3 separate regions of the Mus musculus genome follow, and regions 2 and 3 are each linked to region 1. The links are chromatin contacts, called in public HiChIP or PLAC-seq and promoter capture Hi-C maps. All regions are on one chromosome and are shown on one strand. Each heading gives the region's core, a stretch centred on a gene start, on an enhancer-like site or on the middle of the called end of the contact. The rest is flanking DNA. Distances are from core to core; before and after follow the strand shown.

Evidence for each region. Promoter capture Hi-C pulls out the DNA fragments that hold promoters and counts their contacts. HiChIP or PLAC-seq counts read pairs in DNA pulled down with a chosen protein or histone mark.
Region 2: a promoter capture Hi-C map of second pharyngeal arch cranial neural crest shows a contact between it and region 1. The contact joins the promoter of Pcp4l1 here to the promoter of Arhgap30 in region 1. A contact is called at or near these places in 9 of 39 promoter capture datasets (the C10 cell line, the HPC-7 cell line, cranial neural crest and 6 more), 1 of 115 datasets of contacts at active chromatin or transcription factors (pancreatic cancer cells) and 1 of 9 other capture datasets (liver).
Region 3: a contact with region 1 is called in an H3K27ac HiChIP or PLAC-seq map of microglia, with 3 times the contacts expected there. The contact joins the enhancer-like site here to the promoter of Arhgap30 in region 1. A contact is called at or near these places in 7 of 39 promoter capture datasets (3T3-L1-derived adipocytes, the HPC-7 cell line, HPC-7-derived erythroid cells and 5 more), 13 of 484 Hi-C or Micro-C datasets (the AML12 cell line, B cells, the Ba/F3 cell line and 9 more), 4 of 115 datasets of contacts at active chromatin or transcription factors (bone marrow-derived dendritic cells, effector CD8 T cells, memory CD8 T cells and 1 more) and 3 of 9 other capture datasets (adipose tissue, liver and pancreatic islet).

The regions. Positions count from the first base shown.
Region 1 is chr1:171,387,169-171,390,484 of GRCm38.p6, forward strand. Arhgap30 (Rho GTPase activating protein 30) reads left to right here and starts at 1,792. Exons shown (of 12, transcript NM_001005508.2): 1 at 1,792-2,195. The coding sequence starts at 2,099. Nectin4 (nectin cell adhesion molecule 4) reads left to right here. Exons shown (of 9, transcript NM_027893.3): 9 at 1-1,119.
Region 2 is chr1:171,194,471-171,197,786 of GRCm38.p6, forward strand. Pcp4l1 (Purkinje cell protein 4-like 1) reads right to left here and starts at 1,798. Exons shown (of 3, transcript NM_025557.1): 1 at 1,541-1,798. The coding sequence starts at 1,549.
Region 3 is chr1:171,575,201-171,578,516 of GRCm38.p6, forward strand. It overlaps Cd244a (CD244 molecule A), which reads left to right. Exons shown (of 9, transcript NM_018729.2): 4 at 2,043-2,147; 5 at 2,615-2,769. Among named protein-coding and RNA genes, the nearest start is that of Gm35200, 15 kb to the left of the region's middle. Within about 2 kb of position 1,696, at least 13 of the 459 cell types and tissues checked have an H3K27ac peak or open chromatin away from gene starts, as enhancers often do. A contact at or near this core is called in the AML12 cell line, memory CD8 T cells and microglia, where this site is marked.

The DNA of each region.
Region 1 (3,316 bases), core at 542-3,041:
GCCTTATGTGTGACCTCTGCCTGCAGAGGCAGGGATTTTCCTCAGACCCCAGAGCAGTATTAGCGATGCAGAGGTTAGAAGCGAGAGGTGGAGACTGTGGCCAGATCCAGGTGTGCGGGCACAGCTGGAGCTAGAATCTGACCTCCAAAGTGGGGGAGCTGTGTTCCCACCCCTTGGGAGCAAGTGAGAAGCAGACACCGCGGGGGTCTGCCAGAGGCCAGAACTGTTACAGAAGCCCTCTGCCCTCTGGTGGCCTGTGGGCCTGCTGCATGTACGTACCTTCTGTAAATTAAACTCCAAGGGAGCTAGCTTCCTGAGTTCTGCTTAGACTCCCTTAATAAGAGAAAAAGAAACTTTAAAAGCAGAGAAAGAAAGAAAGAAGAAACTTTATTGATGTGTGTGCATGTTCTTTACTGGGCTTGTTTAAGCCAGGCCAGGCCACATAGGCATTCAACCAAACTGTCTAGCAGACCACGGCAGGGATTAGTGCCTGTGGTTCTGGAAAGTTCTCTTCCTAGGATGCCTTCACCCACAGAGGTTCTGGGGAGGGGGCTGACAGCTGGAGGAGTCTGGAACCTGGGGTATGAGGTCTGAACACTGGATAAGAGACTAGGGATGGGGGGGCTTGGCTCCCATGGCCCCTCGAATCTTGTCCTCGCTGTGTCTACAGTGGTTTGTACCTTCACGGCGTTGGGACTTGTTGTCAAGGACTCCTGGTTCAGTTGTGTTGAGGGCAGAGGGTAGGTCGCGGGGAAGGTGGAAGTTCAGGTGAAGAGAAAGGGGTGTTGTGGGTGAGGGTGAGAACAGGCCCTTCCCCAGGGGTTTCTGAGTCATTAATCCGGGGCTCTCTGGCACTTTGTATGTGTGGAGCCTGGGGTAAGATGTTTGTTTTTCTTTAGCCTGCCCAAACTTACGCAGTCAGAATACTGGGATTTAGTATCCAACCCTTGTGTGGCCTGAAATCTGCTGGTCTAAAGGAGAAACTCTCATTTCATTCCCAAGCAGCCCAGGACTTATGGACCCCAAGGATCTGGGGTCTTAGTATGTATATTTCATGTAAATATATGTATATTTGTACATAAAATGATATTCTGTTTTTAAATAAACAGATAAAACCTTTTTTTGTCTGATTCCTGTCTTGCCCCTTGAACTGGGTAAGTCACAAGTGCTATGGACTGAGTCTCTATGTGATTCCCTCCCAGGGAAAGGGCCCAGATACAGCTAAGAAAGGAGCAAGTGGCTTTCAAAAGACATTGTAACCATTTCTGAGAGCCCTCAGGTAGGGCCGTGTGGACATAACCTCCTTTTGGGGAAGCCAGTGCCTTAGTTTCTAAAGTGGTTCTAATCTGACTGTACTGGAAACTTCCAGCAGCTGTGTGGGGTGGTCAGCCGTGTACCCTTTGACAGACAAAGAAACTGAAACTCAAAGTCACCTGGTCTGTGTCCTCATTTTCAAATGTACAGCGACTGGAGGCTCAGTGAAGTAATGTGACCTGACCAAGATGGCAGGGTCATCAAAGAATCCCCCACCCTGGGTATGTTCTTCGTGGTCCTTTCCTGCCGTGCTCACAGGCAAAGCCTCGGGTCTCTGTCCCACCTAGAGATTTCGGTCTCTAGAAATGGCAGCCACCTGCTCACACCCCAGGCACCCTTACTCCACCCCGAGATTCTGACATCACCTTCTGCTGTGACCAATGAATGGAGTCCCAGCAATGATGAGGATGTGAATGCCAGCTACCTCCCCCACCCGAGGCCTGTGGTTGCAAAGATGCTCTAACAGGAAGCGGGTTTGAGGAGCTGCACAGCTTCCTGCTCCCCCTCGAGCTGCACAGGACGAGAAGGGCTAGCGCTCAGCTTGGCCACGAGACACAGCTTCATGCCAGGGTTCTGGTAGCTTCCTCTTCCATATCTACTTCCGTGTGGCCCCAGGGGCCCCCCAGAGGCAAGCGCTGCTGTCCCTTGCCCAGGCCACCCTCCACCTCCAGTTTGGAGCCCTGCCCCCCCTGGGGCTGGGCCAAGCCCAACTACTGACTGGGATTCCATGGGGGACTGGTAGGTCAAAGGTCTTGGGGGACAGAGATCCCGGGGGGCCCTGGTCATGAAGTCTCGGCAGAAAGGAAAGAAGAAGGGCAGCTCTAAGGAACGGGTGTTTGGGTGTGACCTACGTGAGCATCTACAGCACTCGGGCCAGGAAGGTAAGGAGGTCAATTGGAACGGGGCAGCTGGGTGGCTGGATTGCCATGCAGACGCCAACCTTGTCTTCTCCGTTGGGCAGAATGAGCTCTTAGGGAACGGGCAGTGGCCCAGGATCACCACACCTGAGATCTAGGCAAAGGCAAGACAGGAAATGTGGCTCAGAGAAGAAGATGGAGAGGTGCCCTTCTGCGGTAGTTAGGGACCGGGTAGCTGAGAACTCGAGGATGGGAATGCCGAGGGAATGTGTCCCGGGGTGGGGTGGGGGATGAGATTTGGAAAATCTGGAGAGGTGGATGAATCAGATGAGAGAATGGAGACTGGGGACAGGGTGGAGGGAATGGAGGTCGGATGCCAGAAGAATGGCTGAAGGGATAGTTGGTGGAACACTAAGTGGAGATACAGGTAAGAAAGGGCCCAGCGAGTCTGAGGATAGAACTTGCGGAGGGGAGAGGAAGGCATTCTAACTGGAGAACAGCACCAAGGGACAAGGACCTAGCCCTTCTGCACCTTTGCTGGGCCACAGGAGTGGGGGCAGCAGGGAGGAGTGACACTCTTCTTTAAATTGCTTGCAAAGAAGAAACCCGTTGATGGTAGACTGCACCGGGAATGCGGGAAAAGTGAACCAGACTGCTTCAGCCCTGGTTTGAAGTGGGGAGTGGAAACTACAATAAAGAGGGGTGTGCACCCAGTCTGGAGCTCCCTCTGCAGTGGGCCTGGGAGCTCATCACTGTGTAGGACATGCAGTCACCACTCAGAACCAGGCCTTAATTTGTTCTGAAATTGATCAGTGCCGACCCGACTACACTGCCCAGCTTGTTTTCAGCACGCAGAGCAACTTAACAAAAAAAGGGGGCACAATTCTGCCCCCCTCCACTCCACCCCACCCCAATCTGTCATTTCCTCTTTGTCCCCCTTCTCTGGTTGCCTGCAGTGAAGGGAGGGTGGTGGTGGTTCCCAGCTCATTTCCTGCTCTTGGCCCCGCCCTTGTGTCCCCAGACACCTCCTTCCCCTTTTCTCCTCCATCAGAGGGCCCCAACCCTACCAGCCTCCATTAAGGGAAAGCCCAGGCCCTAAGAAATAGTTAAACAGATGAGGTAGGCTTTTCTGTGCCTTCTTCTCT
Region 2 (3,316 bases), core at 548-3,047, 190 kb before region 1:
CCTTTTCATTTTATTATTAGTTTCTTCCTGCAGGATTGCCATGGTCACTGTCACCATGAGCTGAGGTACTGGAAACTTTCCTTCCTCTGCAGCCCACCAAGCGAGCTGCATTTTCCAGGATAAACTCAGTGGACATAGCAACCACGACAACACAGCAGCTGGCACTAATTGACTCCCTAGGTGATAACTTTTGGTAAGAGTCAGCAGAACTACTGAAAATATTCATCTTTCCTAGCTAAACAGGCCCGGGCTCCAGGGAATCCTCTCTGTCTCTTGTCTCTGTCTCTTTGTCTCTTGCCTCTCTCTCTCCCTCTCTCTCCCTCTCTCTCTCTGCTTTCAGTATTAGAGATTGAACCCACTCATTGCTAGCAAGTGCTCTAAGGAGGCTTGGCAATTCTTAAGCTGTTTTTCTGTAACCAACTAACTTGAAACACACACACACACACACACACACACACGCACGCACGCACACTAGCTAACTCAGATTCCAGATTGAGAACCTACTAGACTCCAGGTAGAGTGCTAAGTACTTGGCATATATAATTTAATCTTTTAGAACAACCAGTGTTACCTTCATTTTACAGATAGAAAGCTGAAGCACAGACAAATTAAGTGATGCTCCCATGGCCACAGAGCTACTAAGTAGCACAACTAGGCACTGGCATACAGCTGAGCAACATACTGAACACAAGGGCGCGCTTACTAAGAATGGGGCCGCAGAAGGCAGGCATGCTAAGCCACTGTTCAAATCGACGTCATCCAGGAACGACAATCTTGTCTCCTGATAAGAGGATCTGCCTGGGATGCTACAAATTAAGTCAGATAACAGGGACAGTTCTTCTTAATGTGTTACCATGGACAGTGTTCTTTGAACCGAGTCAACCAGTTACAGGACCGGGTTGGCTCCCATGACCATCACCACAGAACCTGTGCGAAAATTTGGATGTAACAGGCACTGCACTGCAACGGGAGGTCTTCTCTGGAAGAGAACATCTCCCCAGGTGCTAGATGTGCCTTCCTCTTCTACAGTATTCATGGACGTCAGGTACCCCCCCACACACACACACACACACATCGTTCCTCATTGAATAAGTGAAAACTGCCACCCGAAGGGAGGGAGTTAGGTGGCCAGGGATGGAGCTGTTGGCTGCTACTTATAGAGTGCAAGAACCACACAATCCTAGCGGAGGTCGGAGAGAACTGAAGTGAGGGCATCAAAGAAAGCCATGGTAACCTCGGAGCAATACGATATAGATGCGGAGGATAGCACCCAAGAGAGTTTATCTGCCCGAGAGCTCAGTTCCCGCTTACAGCTGACTCCAGTCACCCCCTCCCCAAAGCACTATTGCAATTGTTAGGCTAAAAGCACCCCCTGCCAGTGGCTTCCGAGAGCCGGGAGGTAGGGGCTTTCCTAGAGGGGCAGTGGCGTCCATCCAGAGAGTAACTCTAGCTTCCCGGGACCTGGAGCCGCAGCCTTCTCCCCGCCGCAGCCCTGGCCCGGACGCGGAGGTGACGGGGTATGCCAAGTGGCACCACTCACCTCGCTCATCCCGGCGGCCGGACGGGCGTGGCAGGCGCAGGTGAGGCAAGGGGTCCTCGGAGATGCGTGCGTGAACCGCGGCCGAGAGTTGCTGGGCTCCGGGGCAGGGGCCCTGGAGGGCTCGGAGGGGAGAGTGCACGCTGCGAGCTGTTGCTTAATGCTGCCCCAAATGCTCCGGCTGCAGCGCTGCTCAGGGAGCCCCTTCTGACCTGGTCCTGTCAGCAGCTCCGGGCGCCTTGACCGGCTCCACCTTTTATAGTGAGCTGCGGTCCCTGCCTCCAGCCCAACCAATAGAAACTCTGCCTAGTGCAGACTGACAGCTCCTTGAACCCAGTGGTGGCAGGCTCAGAAATCTGCTGCATTTCCAAACTAGGGTAAGACGGAGAGAGCGGGAAGGAGGGGGGAGACCATGGGGGATGAGAAGACAGAAAACGAAGTAGGGAACCGGTAAAGGAAAGAGAAGTAGTAAGTAGTAACTGAAGAAACTGAACTCTGGTCCTCTTGAAGAACAGCTAAGGCTCTTGAGCCTTAGCTCAACCTCACATTGTATATATCGTTTAAGGAAAAAGAAAATAAACAGAACACAGGTAAACACACAGACCTTTTAGTTCTGTTTATCTATCTAGTTTTCATCTAAGGAAATTCTTTAATTTTCAAGCCTACAGTTCTTATTGACTTCATAAAAATCTCTTACAGCTTCAGTCAGTCAAACCCGGATACTGCAGCTTTCATAGATATATTCTTTGGTTGGTACCATCACAGACTGTTAACAACTGTAACTGTGACTTGTCACTACCATTCAGTGGTTTGGTCTCTTCTCAACAACCAACTTCAAGGAAGACCTCAATCGGTCTTTTTTTCTAACTTGACTCTTTGTGTTTATACATTTCCTCTGTTGGGTTAGAAATTAGGAAGATGGGGGAAAGATCCATCTGAGATCCTGTGATTCTGTTTCTAATAGGAATCTGGTTGCCTCAGTTACTAAAGTTCTAACTAGGCTGGCTCCTACTCACTCTGTACAGCATACTCCTCTGGAATCTTTCTAATGAACAATTAATTAGCATTGAAAAGGTTGTCCTTAGTGAAACAAACCTTAATTCTTGCTGCTATGAAATGAGCTTTGAGATGATAATGAGAATTCACCCTGTAGGTTAGGGATCAGCTAACTTTCCAGGTAACAATCAAATAATAAATGTTTTTTTCTTTGTAGGATCGCTGTACTCTTTGCTGAGCCATTTCCTACTGCACTTGAATACGGGCACAAATACTTATGTCAACAAACAGCTATGGCTCCATCTGATATAAATGTATTTGTGACCACTGAAGTTTGAATTTCATATAAATTTCATGGGCTACACTGTGTCTTCTTTTTAAATTTTAGTGGAGGAGCTGCAGAGGTGGCTCAGCAGCTAAGAGCACTTGCTGCTGTTCCAGAAGTCACTTCCAGGCACCTGTACAAACATGGGAATATGGCATATACTCATACATATAGTAAATAAATTTTAGTGTATATGATGGTCTGTATATGCTTGGCCCAGGAAGGGGTAGCCTTGTTGGAATAGGCATGCCACTATGGGCCTGAGCTTTAAGGTCCTCATCCTAGCTGCCTGGAAGTGAGTCTTCCTCTAGCGGCCTTCAAACTATGAACTCTCAGCTCCTTCTGCACCATGCCTGCCTGGATGCTGTCATGCTTCCACCTTGATGAAAACGGACTGAACCTCTGAACCTGTAAGCCAGCTCCAATTAAATGTTGTCCTTTTAAGAGTTGTCTTGGTG
Region 3 (3,316 bases), core at 446-2,945, 190 kb after region 1:
CTGACCACCCAACCCAACCCTTCAAACCTAAGCCAACCTAACCTACTCAACCCACCCAACCCAATCCTATACACTCAACCCATTTCATCAAATCCAACCCAACCTACTCAGCCCAACCCAACCCAACCCTCAGAGTCTCTATCCTTAAATTTGCAGCAGAAAATACGCATAGCTTCTTACTTTGGGCTCAGGTTTCTACCATGCTAAGTTTGGCTTCATAAAGTGCATTTTCTTATCTTGTGGTCAGGTACGTCTCCTTTTTCTCAGAGGAGAGAAACACTGAGAAAGCACAAGGAGTCGGTTCTCAGAAGCTTTCCCTGGAACACACTTAGGTTCCCACAGGACTGGACCTGAAGTATTCCAGGTGCCACCTTCAGGCCTGGACTCTGCATGCAGGTCTCCCATCAGTCACTTTAGTCCTAAGGAAAATTGCATGGCTGTGGGCAGAGCTGGCTAGGAAGTGCAGCCCCATCATGATAGTGCCCTGAGCCACTAATCCACCCAGTAGCCTGTGCCTCTGAGCCTCCTTTCTTCAGTGACAGGCCCCCAAGTGAGTGTAGTTTCCAACTTCTTAGCAAGCAGCCAGATCAAAACACCCAGGAAGAATTCTTTGCCCCCAGAAGATTGCTGCTAAGAAAACCAGGAGTCCCTTCTGCAGGAATCCTGCAGGAATGCTAGGACCCCTCTGTGGAATTACAGTTCCGAATAGGATTAACTCAAAGTATAGATACTGAAGGAGAAAACTGAAGTAATAAGCTAACATTATAAAGTATCTCCCTGCCAATATATTTGCTTAAAAACTTGAAGTTACACAAAAGAGAATGCAGTGGAAGGGCCACTGTCACTGGGAAGTTCAAAGGAGAAGACTCTGCCTCTTCCAGCTACCCCTTAGGATTCTTTCCCATACCAAATGGAGCAGGGGAGGTTTAGAGAAGATGACCCTGGCTGATAGTTGCTTTTTAAGCCCTCTCTCTGCCTTTTATCAGGAGAAGCACACTTCTGCCAGGCAAGGTGACCATGGTTAACATCTGCCCCGGAAAATCATGTCTGGCCTATCTCAAGATACCTAAAAATATCTTTTCATCGGAAATGTCCCCAAAGAGCCAAACTTTCAGTTTCTGTTTCTGTAAATCACGTTTAATTGTTCCAAGTTTCTGGGACCTAAAAGAGTTTTGCAGGTTAAAGCTTGTGTAAAAATACAGTGTTATGGTTAGAAACTATATAAACTGTGAAGGATCTCTGACCAGAACCAGTTCCCCGTTGTGTGTTAGCCAGAACTGGTTCAACCCTATTATTCATGAACTTTTCTTCAAGTGGTGGGGAACAAAACTAAGTTCTTTATGGGCAGCAAATAATCAAACAGGAGTCAGGGAAGGCATAGTAACAGGAACATTGGGAGCCTCTGCCATCTTTGCTTCATCATTTCTGTAATTCTCTGATTGTAGGCAGGTTAATTAGTTTCTATGAGTTTCCAACTCTGTTAGGTAGCAGGAGTGATTGATAGTCAGAGGCATCTCACAAGATTCCTGTTAAGATCAAATGAGATAATGTTTATGAAAATCTCATTAGCAGGCACCTGTAATGTGAAATTCTTTACTGTTCTCTTCTTGTTGGGTGGATTACAGATCAGTATCCATGTCTAACACAGATGGTGAATGTAGAAGTTCAAAAAAGGAAGAAACAGGAAGGAAAAGTGGGAGGCTTATAGTAGTAGGTCTGTGGTGAATATTTGCTGAGTTAGAACAGTAGATAGATATAGCAGCTGCACTACAAGATGTTTTACAGGTACCAGATCGTGTAATTAGCTCTCAGAAGCAGGAAACATCTCCTTTGTTCAGGCAAGGTGAGTAAGCAGCACCAGTCTTCTGGAATTTATAAGTTGGACCAGTTTGTCACCCAACTGAGGAAGAGTGACAAGGGTGAGGAGTCCCTAGGATGTGAGCAGACAGGCCATTGAGAGAGGACAGTGGGTTCGGGATAGTTCCTGAAGTTAACATATGGGACAGTGGGTGCTCAGTCTTCCTAACGTCTGTGTCCCTCAGATTTCAGATTTCTGCCCTTTGGGGTGATCATCGTGATTCTAGTTACATTATTTCTCGGGGCCATCATTTGTTTCTGTGTGTGGACTAAGAAGAGGAAGCAGTTACGTAAGTAGAAGGCTCATGAACGGATGCTGTTGCTTGAGGTTTCAGGTGTAGTGGGTTGACCCTGTGTCTATAGACTATACTCTAAACACAGCATCTTCTTTTCCTGGGAGAGGTGTTGGGATATGTGTGAATACAGGTTGGGAAGGGCAACCAAAGTCTACAACCCCCTGTTCACACTATCTATGGTGGGCCGACTATATTTACAGCATGGTTCCCCAATATGTTGATTTATCTAAGGTGCTGGGTTTGGTCGGTGACTTCCTAGCTTGGTGGAGGATTTATATCATGGGTAATTGCTCTTGTGCTCTTTATGTATCTTGGCAAGAGCATTAACCTGCCTGTTTTCTAGAGCCATTTTAAAAATAGTGACCATTTTTGGTAGAGGTGTGAGTTGCAAAGTGGAATCCTGGGTAGGAAATCTTCTGAAGTTTTCTGAAGTTCTAGTATTTATTTTCTTCCTCACACAGAGTTCAGCCCTAAGGAACCTTTGACAATATATGAATATGTCAAGGACTCACGAGCCAGCAGGGATCAACAAGGATGCTCTAGGGCCTCTGGATCTCCCTCGGCTGTCCAGGAAGATGGGAGGGGACAAAGAGAATTGGACAGGCGTGTTTCTGAGGTGATGTTCAGCTCCCTTCTAGCTTTTCTTCTCCACCAGTTTCCTGGCTCTACCCAAAGAGGAAAAGGAGAAAAGAGAGAGAGCAGAGAAAATGGGAAATAGGCAGAAGGGGTCACATGGTGCTGTACTAGATCTGCCAAGGGGAGGAACTCAGTAGAAATCCATAGCAAAGGGCAGAGTGTGTCTACCACTGCCTTCCCTTATAGAAACCGTTCAGGGCCAGCTTTCCTTTGTGCATTATCCACAGCTGGTTCTACCCTATTATTTAAGAACTTTTTCAAAAAAAAAAAAAAGAAAGAAAGAAAAGAAAAGGAGTAGGAAAATGAGGGAGAGGATGGGGCAATATTAGAAGATATTTCTGGAGACAATTCACATTGGTTTAGACAGAAGAACAAAGCAACAATCTCCTGCTGACTTCTAGCTGCCAACAAGGGCCAGTGTTTCTCTGCTTTTCTGCTTCTTCTGGAGAGTTCAGCTACTGAACTCTCCTGGCCTTCCTGACCCCCATGAGAGCCTCACTTGGCACTATGTACGTGGGGGCATGCAA